Regions from separate parts of the Capra hircus genome. Here region 1 is linked to region 2. Evidence: chromatin contacts called from public Hi-C data. All regions are on one chromosome and are shown on one strand. Each heading gives the region's core, a stretch centred on a gene start, on an enhancer-like site or on the middle of the called end of the contact. The rest is flanking DNA. Distances are from core to core; before and after follow the strand shown.

Region 1 (6,257 bases), core at 3,680-6,179, 120 kb before region 2:
GTTTACTCTAGTCATGAGTTCCAGACTAACCTGATATGTGATTTCATTCATTCATCAAATATTTATTAAAGTGCCTACTATATGCCAGGTACTGTTCTAGATGATTAAGATCTATCAGTGAATACAAGAGGGAAAGAAGTCATTGCTCTTGGGAAGTCTACATATTAACAGTAAAGAAAGTAAAGTGTATGACATTTTAGAACGCAATAAGTACTCTGGACCAAAAAATTTTAAAAAACAATAGGATAAGCGGGATCAGGGTGGAGAAGGAGGCAGCAGTTTTAAGTTGGGTATTCAGGATTGCCCCCATTTTGCCCAGTCACTGGAGCCAAGAATTGAAAGGAGAGGCTCTGATAACAGAAATGATCCAGGCATAGTGATGGCCAGCGCAAACAGGAAAGCTCTGTTCTAGGACCAGCACAAAGGCCAGCAGAATGCGTTGGGAGAGAAAAGTATAGAATGAAACCAGAGGGTAGGGGTAAGGTATATACAGAACATGCAGAGACTCACAGGCTGTTGGAAGAATTGGGGTTTTCACCCATGATGAAGACCCATCATGGAATTCCAAGCAGAGGAATAACATAATGTGAAGACCATGTGGGCTGGAACAGCAAGGGTAGATGCAGAGATATCAGTGAAGAGGCCACTAGGATCGATGACCTTGGCAGGAGATGGCGGGGGCTCAGAACAGGGGGTGGAAATGCAAAAGAGGGGTCAGATCCTGGATTTTTTCCCTTCTTTGACCTTGAATTTTCCATTCTGAAATAGTCTCAGCATCCCCTTCCATATTCCAGGGAAGTGTAGAAATAAGTAGAAAACAATAACTATCTGGAATTGTTTCAGTTCAGTTCGGTTCAGTCGCTTAGTCGTGTCCGACTCTTTGCGACCCCATGGATCACAGCATGCCAGGCCTCCCTGCCCATCACCAACTCCCAGAGTTCACTCAGACTCATAGGGCTGCTTCAATTTAAAATGCCCCTGGAACCTCATGGTGGGAAGAGCAAATTCTTGCTGGTAGAAGGATTTCAGGAGCCTCAAATGTACTCCATGAAGCATGAGGCTGAGGATGGGTGGGGAGGGGGTTCCTCAAGGAATCTATCCTTCCATGTGTCTGCCCTCACACACACACACACACACACACACACACACACACACACACACACACACTCACAGGGTAGGAAGATAAAATCCCTGAAGCAAGTCAGGAAGCCAGCTAGGATGCTTTTTAACCATGTGACCATAAGCAAATTATTTAAAGTCCACAAGACTTAGTTCCTCCCGAGCAAACAGAGCAAACGGGATAAACCAGGGACATATGAGGCTTAAGGGACAACGACAAGACCAGACGTGGTTTAGATGCCTGTCACAATGTCTGGCACATAGTACAGTCTTAATAAAGCTTAGTTCCTTCTTTATGCTAATCCCCCGTAGGGACCAATCCCACCTTGGGAAGAGAAAGGTGTGGATATCCAGAATGCAGAAGAATCCACTGGTAAATAACTGAGAAGCATCTATACTGCTATTGTTATTTTACTATCCTGTTTACCATGAATAAAAACAACTTCCTTCACCACACCCTGCTGGGACCATGTCGCTGTGCTTCCTCGGGTCAGCATGATACCCTGGACTCAGGGACAGCCTTCAGAATGGGAGGAGCAAGGCTGCTGCTCAGAGGCACGTGGGGAAGAGTGTACTGGCTTGGCCCTCCAGGAATGGGTCAAAGTCAGGGTAACCAGACCTTTCAGGTTGGATCATCTGTCAGCAGGCAAAGATGGAGAGAAGATGGTCCCAGACGCCAAGGCCTGTCTGTCTCCCAAGACCTGTGGCTCCAGAACAACTCTGGGATAGAACACCACTCTTCCCTTTGCCCTGCTCTGGAGGGTCACACAAGAACACACACCTGACTCCTAACATCGACTGCTTCCAAGGCAGAATACCGCGTGCTTGGATATCACGGAGAAAACAACACAGGAGAGATGGGAAGGAAAGGGATTCAGTGAAAAGAGAAAACGCAGCACTCAGCCTCTAAATCTGAGGTTGCCTTGGTAGCCCTGCTGGGATCCTGCCCGGTTCTGTGTTCATAACTCAAGTTCAACACGTATTCAGGAAGGCCCTTCACAAGCACAAGGCTGGAAGCCGCCGATGGCAGGGTGAGCCACCCTGCCAGGCCAGCATCAAATCACCTTCCAAAAGGTTGAGAAGCAGCTGCTGAGAGAGGGGAGGCCTGGAGGTGGTGAGTCAGTCACAGGCCTGGACCAGCAGGGCTGGCCCTGGAGCTCCAAGGCTGACACAACCCTGACTTTTTCCAGTTCCCTGCTCCTCTGAGAGAGGTCTCACCAACTGAGACAGCACAGGGGGCCCCCAGATGAGCAGCAGCAGCAGGAGGGGAGGGCTGGGGGCCCAGCAGGGAGTTTCTATTTCTAACCTGATGTGGCAGTCAGCAGCAGCTGCAGCTGACAGCAGCAGACAGCTCTGACTGGTGAGGAGCACTCCCAGAGGGGATGGTACTAAGGACCAGCCTGAAAGGTGCGGGGGGAGTGCCTCACTGCACTTCCGCCCCAGTGCACTTTCTCTAGAGATGGGTGGCTCTGGGTCAGTGAGTGCTCCCAGCAGGGCAGGAGTGCTCAGGGCAATGAGGGGAGAAAGAACTGGAAATTGGCCTTAGGCTGCTATGGAACAAAAAGGGGCTCAGCAACTTGGGTCTTCTCATCATTTCAGAAGCACCATCATTCCTAAGGCCATTTGCCTTTGCCTACTTGAGGACATCCTTCCCTAAAAATTCTAGAATGACGGTGCCCAGAGGAGCCCAAGCAATGAGCTCATTCAAATCCTTACCTTGAGAAAAAAGAGAGGCCTGGGCTAACAGATAAGGAGGTGGTGTGCCCTAATCATTAGGGCAGCACCTCTGGAGTCGTGGAGACAGAGCATGAATCCCAACTCTGCCTCCCAGTGCCTATGAGCTCCATGAGCTTCCATTTCCTCATTTGGAGGAGGAGGGTGATGACAGCACCCCCTTCCCACAGCCACTAGGAAGATCAACTGAGTCGTGTCTGTGATGTACTACACAGTCTGGGCACAGGAGTAGTGGCTATTGCTACTTTCATCGTTGTCGTCTTCAGCCAAGCCACACAGCTGCCTAGGAGCAAACCTAGATCTGGGTCTCCCTTGCCCACCACTCCCACCTCACCCCATGCTCCTGCAACCCTTTTCCTGGGAGCATCCTGGGGACAGTGACACAGCCTCTCTGCCTGGATCATCCACCAGTGGGCAGCACTGGAGGGCTGTGGGTCACAGGAGCTAAGGTAGTTTCTTGGACTTTGATAGCCTGGAAAGGAAACCCCTTCCAGGGGCCAGGCAGCCAGTACCCAAGGAAGCCTGAAGGGGAGGGGACAGAAGAGCCAAGGGAGACCACTGGGCAGGGCTTTTGCCTTCCCAGGAATGACAAAGCTCCGTGTTTCTAGAAAGCCTTGGTATTCAGCCCAGACATCATATCAGCCACCTGCCATCACCACCCAAATTGAAACAAGCTTGATTCTCAACACCCAACAAATAGGGCACCCAGTAGGCTGTCACAGGTGCAGAGGGCCATCTTGGTGTGGCCCCAGCACTGCCCACTTTACTTTTCTCCAGTGCCTTTCCCCGTGAGGACAGGAGAAAGCCCATTCTCCATCTCAAGCTCCTGCCCCTGAGACACCCTCCCTGGTGGCCTTTCCCATTCAGAGTCTGTTCCTCAGAACCCGCAGCTTGGGCCTGAATGGAGCTGACCACAGCAGATGCTCAAATCACGTTTCCTTATCAACAACTTTTGGCTCCATCACTTAGCACTTTGGGGCATGTTGGTCCAGCACAGGCTGCAAGCTCCTTGAAGGAAGAGCCTGTCTCTCCTCTATCGCAAGTGTCCCAGACGGCCCAGGGCTAGGCCAGGTGACCAGAAGATAGTCAATAAGCTTTTTTAAAAAACTGATAAGTGGAAATGGTCAAGAAACAATTGGGCAAGTGAACAAAATCTGCATTTACTGGGAGATGAGTCTACTGCATTTCCTTCTTACTGTGACCCTTGGAGGCAGACATCACTCACTGCCAGTGGAACATCACTCACTAAGTTAAGAGTCCTAACAGGCTCCCGGTTCCACCAGCTCCCTTTTCTCTTTCCCATAAGTCTCTTTGTTTCCCTTTCTCCTTCAGTTACTTTTACTGCCCTGACTTTTCTTTTGCACTCCAGCTTTAAGCAAAAGCTCTAACTTAGGCACCAGCATGTCTGGGAGCTAATTCTGACTCTACTGCTTTACCTGGTTGAAGAAGTCACTCAGTCTCTCTGGGCCTCAGTTTCCTCCTCTGTCAAATGGAAACACATTTCCAAGAACAGCTGGGAGAATGAAATGAGACAGGGAGGGATTGCCCTCCCTTCCTGCCCTCTCTGGTCTTTTACAGCATGCTTTCAGAGATGAGTGAGCAGTGGTTGGCCCCTCAAGGCAATGACCGAGCATCCCAGTCAGGCGGCTGGAGTTTTATACATGTGGTTCTAGCTCCACTCTCTTCCTCTCCACGCCCAGCAGCCTGTGTAAGATCTGAGACTCTTAGGAAGGTTTCCAGCAAGGGCAGAAGTAGGCTGGGGGCATCCAGAGAGGAAGGGACACAGCCTGCCTGTTCCTGGTGGTGGGCAGCTCCCCCCACACACCCATTTCCAGAATCACCCCAATAGGACCACCCCACTTCCTCTGTGTCTCAGGCAAGTGCAAAACCGGAACAAAAGTTCTGAGAAAAGACAAAGGAGGAGGAAGAAGACAATGGCCAGGATTCAGTCCATGTCACAAAGGGCAGCTCGCACAAGGAGGAGAAACCTGGGCGGCAGAGCACACACAGCAGCATCGTGCCTGTATCTCAGAGGAGCTGGCAGCTGCAGGGAGAGGTCAGCCTGGGGCCGGCAGGTTCCCCATCTCTGCCTGCTTGCTGGGCAGGGAGGCGGCAGCACCGGGGAGAACAACCTCTCATTTGCTGTCTGCGAGGCTCTTCCCCAGCCCACTGTGGACAGCAGCATCTGCCAGGAAAAGGATCTGCTTAATGCAAGCCCTATATAAACAGATCCCACTTGTTCCTTTTGCTTGGCCTTCCTCCTGAGTCCTTCCCTTTGTTTTCCCTTTCACTTCAGATCTCCTAGGTCATCTCCATCTTGGCCAATACAGGACAAGACAGGATGTCAGCCTGGGAAAATCTGAAATGACCATTCTCTCCCATTCCCATGCTCCCTATTCACCAAGCCCCCCCTAAACATTGCAGTGGCCCCTCCTCATCCCTGAATTTAGGGCTGGCCTGATTCAGTCCTATAGTACTCCAGAACTAAGAGGACTGCCTAGAGAGAGCAGTATAGTGGTTTCGACGTCAATTCCTAATGTAGCCAAACTGGCCAGCCCAAACAATGACCAAACTTAAATATTTTCCACCCACATTAATCAGCTCAATAATTCCTTAATGACTTCCTAAGAAAAGTGTAAAAAAAAAAGCCCTTGTTTGTTTTTATTTCATTGGTCTTTTTCACCCGTGGTTAAGGATTTCATTGTCTTCACATGGCAAGAAGCAGCCCGGATTTTTAGGAAGGAAGAAATAATCGGCTGCGGATGGGGCCAGTCCTAGCAACTCACAGGTCAAGAGGGAGAATGCGGTTATAGGGCTGGCATCATGGTCCCTGGGCTTCTCACTGTCTCAATTTCATCATCCACCTATGAAGTAAAGATAACCATAGCCGCCGCCTGCCTAAATCACAGGGTGTTTTTGTGGGTTTGGGGGTGGGACCATGGCTGTGTCAGCCTGGTCCTCCTGTGAAGGTATAAAGCTAAAAAGAAATTCAGGCTGCTGAGAAAACAGAAATTCACACTTTTGCTGCACTGCAGAAGGGACAGCATACACCTGACATCTCAGGCTCTACCTTCAATGTTACCATCTCTGTGACTGAATAGAACTCAAACACTACAATCTTCACGAATTTGGGGGCAATACTCTTACTTTGGAAACAGAAGAGCGACATCATGTCCCTAAAATAAAAAAGCCACAGCCAGGGTTGTGTTTTCCAGACAGAGGAAGCAGAATTTCCACCTTCTGGATGCATCTGGATAGTAATTCCAGCTTGTGCCTGACTGCTCTGCGCTTGACCCCAGGGAAGAGAAGTGGGTGGAAATCAGAATATCGCCTGCCCAAGAGGGCCGTCCCTGAGAACGAATTGGAACTCACTCTGAAGCTAACGCTTCATGTCCCCTGTATAA
Region 2 (6,629 bases), core at 2,897-5,396:
ACTCATTTAGAGCCTAATTGCTACTTAAGTGTCTATGAGTATCTATTCAGTGTTATTTCCCTAGTGAAATGAAGCCTCCTGAGAGTAACCCATGGTCTCTTTCACTCCTGGATTACCCAAAGAGCTAAATGTTCCTGGTTGGATCTGAGTGCAAAATAGGAACTCAGTGGATACCTGGGAATTCATCACGCAGCTGAATGAAATGTTCCACAACGATGAGAAAGGTGGCTGTTGCATGCCCTCTGGATCTCCTTACTCCAGGCCAGATTTCTCAGCCACACCTCTTCATTACTGCCAGGTGAAGAGAGCAGAGGCTGAAGCCCAGGAAATTCTACCCAAAGGTGTGATTCCGTGTGTGTCCCCTGGCTGACAGGGATGGGAAAGGTGGCCTTAGCCATCCCAGGTGCAACCTGTCTGCTTCCGCGGTCAGGTCACGTCTGCCGCTGCATCCTCACCCTCAGCTGGAAGAACCAGTGTGGCCAGATCATCCTCGTGAAAACAACCCCAGACAACAGAACCAGTTCCACTACTGGATTCATCCATCCTGTGACTCTGGCCTTTCAGTATCTCAAGTTTTTTAATCTACCAACACCTAATTCACACTTGCTACAAGGCAAAAGAGATGCTGATTCTGAAAGCACTTTAAATTATCATGTACAATAAAAACATCGGGGACACAGCACATGAATCTGCAGGAAGACTTAGAGAGACCAGAGGACCTAGTTCTCCACTGAGCAAGCTGCGAGCAATAGGAGCTGTGGTCCCTCCTTCCAACCCTGCCCCTTCTGCTTGTCCTGTGACCTCAGGAACCCACTTAGCTGCTCTGGGACTCAGCATCCTTGGCTGTGAAAACTGCCTATCACTGGATGATCTGGTCTAGGGCCAAGTCCAATGTGAATCTGAATATCTTAGAGAGTGACAGACAAACAAGACTAGTGTCCAGTTCACACCTCACTGGACATGCTCCAAAGTGAGGATCATGTGCCAGTGTACCCAGGATTTGGGTGGGCCCCGGCAAAGCATCATCAGAGACACTCAGACACCTTTCCCTTCAACTAGCATCTGTTTTGTGGAGAAAAGCAGATAGCTGTTCATAGCTGTTCACCCTACCTGCTCTCCGCCTCACTGTCCAACTCCATCGAATACACAGCAAAAAGCCTCATTTCCTCACTACCATAATCATATTTTTTTCTTCCCCTTCCTGTCCTAAAACAACAACTTGAAAACCACAGGTTTTGCTGTTAAGATCTGGCTTTGAAATTAGTTATCCCTTCAGCTCCCCTTCTGAGATGCACCACTTTCATGAGTGAAAGGACTGAAGGCCGGTGGACAGGAAATGGGAAATGAGTGGGAACTCCGGTGGTGGGAGGGGAGCAGTGGCCAGGGCCATTGGTGAACTGGAATGGAAAGGAATGACACTGTGTTCTTTGGGATTCCATAAAGGTTTGCCTGCTTCCCAAAGTGTAAGCCACAAATCTCCCACGGTTGTACTTGGTGTGGTTTGTTGGAGCTTCCTTGTAAGCCCTGTAACCATGGTTTCGGGCAGACTACATCACAGCCAGGAGCATGAAGGGAAGACGAAAAGCTTTTTCCTATTTTCCCCTAAAATTCCATCTCCTTAAAAAAAGTGTGTGTATATATACATATGTGTGGGTAGGTACATATATATGTATGTATGTATGTACGCATTTATATGTAAGGTGATATGCCAAGGTGATTCATGTGCAACCTTCGACCATAGGACACCATGAAGTTATTTGTTTTCAATAATTAAACATCTCTCCACGAGGATCAGGTATTCTCTGTGTAGACCAAAGAACCCTAAAACCATATACACCCAGAGTCACATCTGCTCTCCCTGGAAACATGTAACAAATACAAAAATAAAGAAAACCATTTCCTAATTTAACACCTTCCCTCTAAAACAGAGCTAAAACAAGGTTGCTTCTCCCTGCGTCTCTGAGTGCCAAGGTTGAATGCATTTGGTTTAGAGTGTGTGCAGAAGGCCTATTACCAAGTCCCTAATATTTTGACAGTACAATCAATTAACTTGGTCTCAAAAATAGTATCTCATTGCACAGTGTCTTGAAAATCAAAACAGGGAAACATGTAACTTTAAGTCGGATTCAAAGCACTGACTGCCAATTAATCACAAGCAGAACCGTTTGTAGAATACAGCGCTAGTTCCGGATGGATGGACAATGCATTGGGCAAAACTAGCTCGGCCCATGTTTCTGGGACCCTGGAGGGGACTAGAGGAGAAGAAATTTTTCTCCCCGCGTGTCAGAAGATGAGCTAACTGCCAGACAACAGAATAGAAATGAGCCAGCTTCATCCCGGAGGGAAAAATGAAACAGCTCCTCACTCGGCTACTCAGGACAAAGCCAGGACGTGCAAGAAGCCTTCAGTGTAGGGTTCCACGTGCCTCTCCAAGGACCGAGGAACCCACCCACACACAACCAGCCCACCACGCGCCTGGCGGAAGGAGCCGGATTCTCCGCCAACCTTCAGCACCGGCAGTTTGGGGTTCCCAGCTTTCGAGGTCCCTGTAGCGCCCGCTGTCTGGACAGGGCAGAGGACCTTACCCTCTTCCCAAGACTCATCTTCCATGCCCCAGTGGCTACTTCTCCCCAACTACTAAGTGGAATGTGCTTCCCCAAGGTAATTGAGACACACACACAGCCGCCAAATGGCACTAAACCCCGGAGCCCCAAGACCAAAGCCAAGGTCGTGAGTTCTGCCCCTGGAACCCGAAAGCCTAGTTGCTGGACAGGAGGCGCCCAACTCACCCAGTCCTCGAAGTGACGGCTCCCGTTCTGCAGCAGCTCCTCAAACTGGATGGTGCAGTTGGCCACGAAGTCATCGTAGCCGATGGGGGCATCGTGGAAGACAGCCAACTCGATCTTGCGCCCGTTGCACACATCAGTGACGAACTCGTCGTGCCAGGCCGGGCTGTTGGTCTTCTGCTTGGTGGCCGTTTGGCCGATGCGCGAGTCGTCCACGTTGAGGGCGATGTAGGGGTCGAGAAGGAAAGTCTGCGGCCGGGGTCCCACTGCATGGCGCAGCGACCAGGCTGTGGGCTTCAAGCTCACGGCCTCGCAGATTTTGATCTTAAGAAGGCCATTGAACACTACCATGGTCGGGGCGGGGAGTGGGGGCCGGGGTCACTCCGTCCGCCCAGAGGGCAGGAACGAAGAACCGACGCCGCGGCGCTCCGAGCACGGGACTCTTGGGTCCCCTCTCGCCCCACCCCACACTCTCCCTACACCTTGTAGCGTTGCGCCCTGGCGCGGGCGATTCTCAGCCAGTGCATGTATTTCCTCGCCGGGTTCCTAACGGAAAACAGGGAGGGGGGAGAGCTGGGGGACGTCCGTGTTTGGAGAAGTCTCTCCCCCCCACCACCACCAGCAGCACCTCCAGAAGAGGAGACGAGCTGTCGGCTCCGCTGCAAAAGCCGCGGGGGCTGTCTCGTCGCCTCGCTGGCTCTCGGGGTCGGGGCTGCGGGGAAGTGGGCGCCGCGCCGGGCGCTTACCTACCTTTCCGAAACATAATCCCCGGGAAATTTCGACTCCAGGAGGGGGAGGGGGCGGTGAGACGGGGCGGGGACCAGAACGGGGGCGCAGATTTCCACCCGGATCCTCTTCGCACACCCAGCGCCTGCCTCTGACCGCGCGGGGCGGGGGATGGACCCAGGGATGTGCAGTCTACCCGGAGGGATGCATGTCCAGAGGAAATGGTCCTCCTCGGAGCCAAATTTAAAAAAAAAAAAAAAAATCCACAAGCCACACGGCCAGCCCGGCCGCCTCCTCCTGGGCGAAGCCGCGCCGCGCCGCAGTCGGCGATCGGGAGGCGCCAGGATTCGGGAATCTCACATCCGCGCGGGCTCGAGAGTCGGGGTGGCCGCGGCTCCGGCTGGGGCGCAGGCCGGCACCGGGCGGTGCGCAGCGCGGCGGGGCCGGGACTGCGACTCGGCGCGGCCCCACCTCCCGGGCGCCGGCGCCCGCCCGCCGCGCTCCCCGCGTCCCGGCTTTCAGCTGCCGCTCGTTCGCTGCCCGCCCGCTCTCCCCCTCGGTCTCTTCTCCCTCCGTCGGTGTGCGAGCGAGTCTCCCTCCCTCTAATGCAGGAAATGCGCAAAAGACGTCAGTGTGTATGTGTGTGTGTGTGTGTGTGTGAGTGTGTGTGTGTGCACGCGCGCGCGCGCGCGCGCCCTGGTGTTTGGGGAAATAGAAAGTTTTGCCGGTTGGGGGAGCAATACGGGAAAAGTGAGCCCAGCAGAGGACTGTCGAGAACTGGCGAGGCTTTCGGGGTCGCGGCGGCCGGCGGGGGAGCGGGACTGGGACCCCGCGCGGGACCCGAGGGAGTGGCGGCCTTGGGGGCAGGGGGATGCGAGCCCGCTGGCTGTGGATACCTGGTCTGTGGTCTCCCGCAGGAGACTAGAGGGCCACGCATCTTTCCAGGCTCTGCGGCCAGCACTTTTACAGCCGGGGGTGGAGAGGTGGCAGGGGTCGCGCTGCTGCAGAGGACTCGAGACCCTCCCTCGGCCCCACCCCTACTCTGACCATGGCTGGCCAGGGCAGCCTGCGGAGTATTGGTCGGTCTGTCTGTCATTCTGTCCGGAGACGCTCCGCTCCGCGGTGGTGGGGGAAGGGGGGAAGGGAGGGGCGTCCAAGGCTCTGTGTGAGTTTTAAAACACTACTCTTTCTTCCCTTTCTTTGGGGGCACTCTCCCTTTTGGGGGTCTGTCCCAAATTTCTCGGGCTGCTAGAACTTGTTGGCAAGCGAAAGCTTAGTAACACCCCGGCTCGGTTCGTGTGTTTGTTTATATTTTACAAAGTGACTTCATATTTACTCTAGACCTAGCCTGTGCCCTTTGCGGGGGACAGGGTTCTGATCAGCGCGCTGACAGCGGCCGTCCCAGCTGCGCGAAAACGGGGCGCGTCCTCCGGCGGGGACTGGGGGTTGTGGGCTGTGTCCGTGTTAATTTCCTCCGTAACCTTTAAACTCTTGCTGGAAGCCGCGGCAGCCGCTGATCACGTGAGGCGGGCCCTGGGCTGCTGGGGAAGAATTTCCTCCGCGGGGAGCCGGGGACGGAGAAGGCGGCCGGGCGAGGGACGGCCTGGCGCCTGGGGACGCGAACCTGGGAGGGCGGGGCGGAGAGCGCGGAGGTCCGGGGCGCGGCCCTGCCTGGAACTGCAGGAGGACAGCCCTGGAAAGAGGTCGTCTCCGCAACCTGCGAGCCGGGGGGCGGGAGGCGGGGGGGTGCAAACGGAAAAAGAAAACCTCGGCCCTCGCCCGCGTGCCAAGTCAAGTCAGGGAGGTTGTAGGAATCGTGGTAAGCTGTGTTTATCTTTCGACTCTGGTTAGCCCAAGTTTAAAACCCACCTCTCGATCACTTTTTCTCAGTGGGGAAAAAAAAAAAAAAGGAAAGTTATCATTGTCTGTGGCTTAGAGGCTTACAAAGGCTTAAAGGCGCAGAAGGAGACAGACCCCTGGAACGACAGGGTACCAAGTGCCGCAGACAGGTTGCAAAAATGATCAGAAAAGTCCCGGGCAGATCCTCTCCGAAGGCCTGCAGCTACTGCTCTTTCTCGAGCTTACCAGTAATTCCTCGCGGCCCTCCAAGTTAGATGGAGCAGCAGGGTAGAGAGAGCTAGCATACAATCAGAGACAGACGAGTTCCCTTGGAAAAAGTCAGGATGTAAAAGTTTTGCCTTCCAGGGCCACTCCCACCAGCTGGAGGCATATTTTAAAAATTGTCAGTTTGACAAAGCACAGGTGGGATATCTCATCGCTGTTAACTTCTTTGATCATCAGAACTTTTTCCTCCTCCCTTCTTACTACCACCATTCTATTCTTATTAAGCATGTTTCCCCCCTTCAGGGGCCATGTGATGGGCTTGATCTACAAATGCATTTGGAAGTTGAGCAAGAGTTAGAGATTCATAAGATGCCTGACAAAAGAGGCAAAATTGAAGGGCTACCAACAAACTGGCCATCAAGATAAATATTTTAATATGATATTTTGAAAAAATAAAAATGAATGTAGAGTTCCAAGATGAACCCAATATCCACATTTTAAAATAGTTTTAGATATTACATTAAAATAGTATTTGTATTGCTGAGTTTCTGGGCACCCCTGAAATTTTGTGCCTGAGAAGAGGGCTTCCTTTGCCTTGCCCCAGCCCCAGCTTTGTGAGACAGAACGGCATAGATTTCATGAAGGAGGAATTCTTGAGTGTTTCATACCTCTTCTCTGCTCTTTTCTGATTGAGTCCTATCTTACCAGCAAACAGGCAAGTACAAGGATTGAAGACAGTGGTCAAAATCCTTCCTCTTCAATGCTTGTAACAGGAAATATATTTAGAATTAAAGACACACTAAATTTGAACTTTTAGCATCTTCTTATGTTCCCCTCCTCCTCCCCAGGCAAGAACCCCAGTGTTATTAAATAGGCCTGTTGCTGTCTCAGGGACTAGGCATTCTTAAAACCAATAACCTACAAGCTTCTAATACCATTTCCCTGGACCGGGATAGGGATACAGAAAGACTGCATCTGCCTCTTAACAGACTGACTGTAGCACCATGTGAATAAATCGAATAAATCGTACTGCAATCCTCAGATGTGACCAAC

Evidence for each region. Hi-C and Micro-C count contacts between places; a contact is called where the count stands out from the background.
Region 1: a contact with region 2 is called in a Hi-C map of liver, with 3 times the contacts expected there. The contact joins the enhancer-like site here to the promoter of PRKCE in region 2. A contact is called at or near these places in 4 of 5 Hi-C or Micro-C datasets (blood and liver).

What each region holds. Positions count from the first base shown.
Region 1 is chr11:27,802,748-27,809,004 of ARS1.2, reverse strand. All of the region lies in intron 2 of PRKCE (protein kinase C epsilon type), which reads right to left. Among named protein-coding and RNA genes, the nearest start is that of PRKCE, 130 kb to the right of the region's middle. Within about 2 kb of position 4,929, at least 1 of the 5 cell types and tissues checked has an H3K27ac peak or open chromatin away from gene starts, as enhancers often do.
Region 2 is chr11:27,677,137-27,683,765 of ARS1.2, reverse strand. It overlaps PRKCE (protein kinase C epsilon type), which reads right to left and starts at 4,146. Exons shown (of 16, transcript XM_018055186.1): 1 at 3,537-4,146; 2 at 2,790-3,332. The coding sequence starts at 3,137.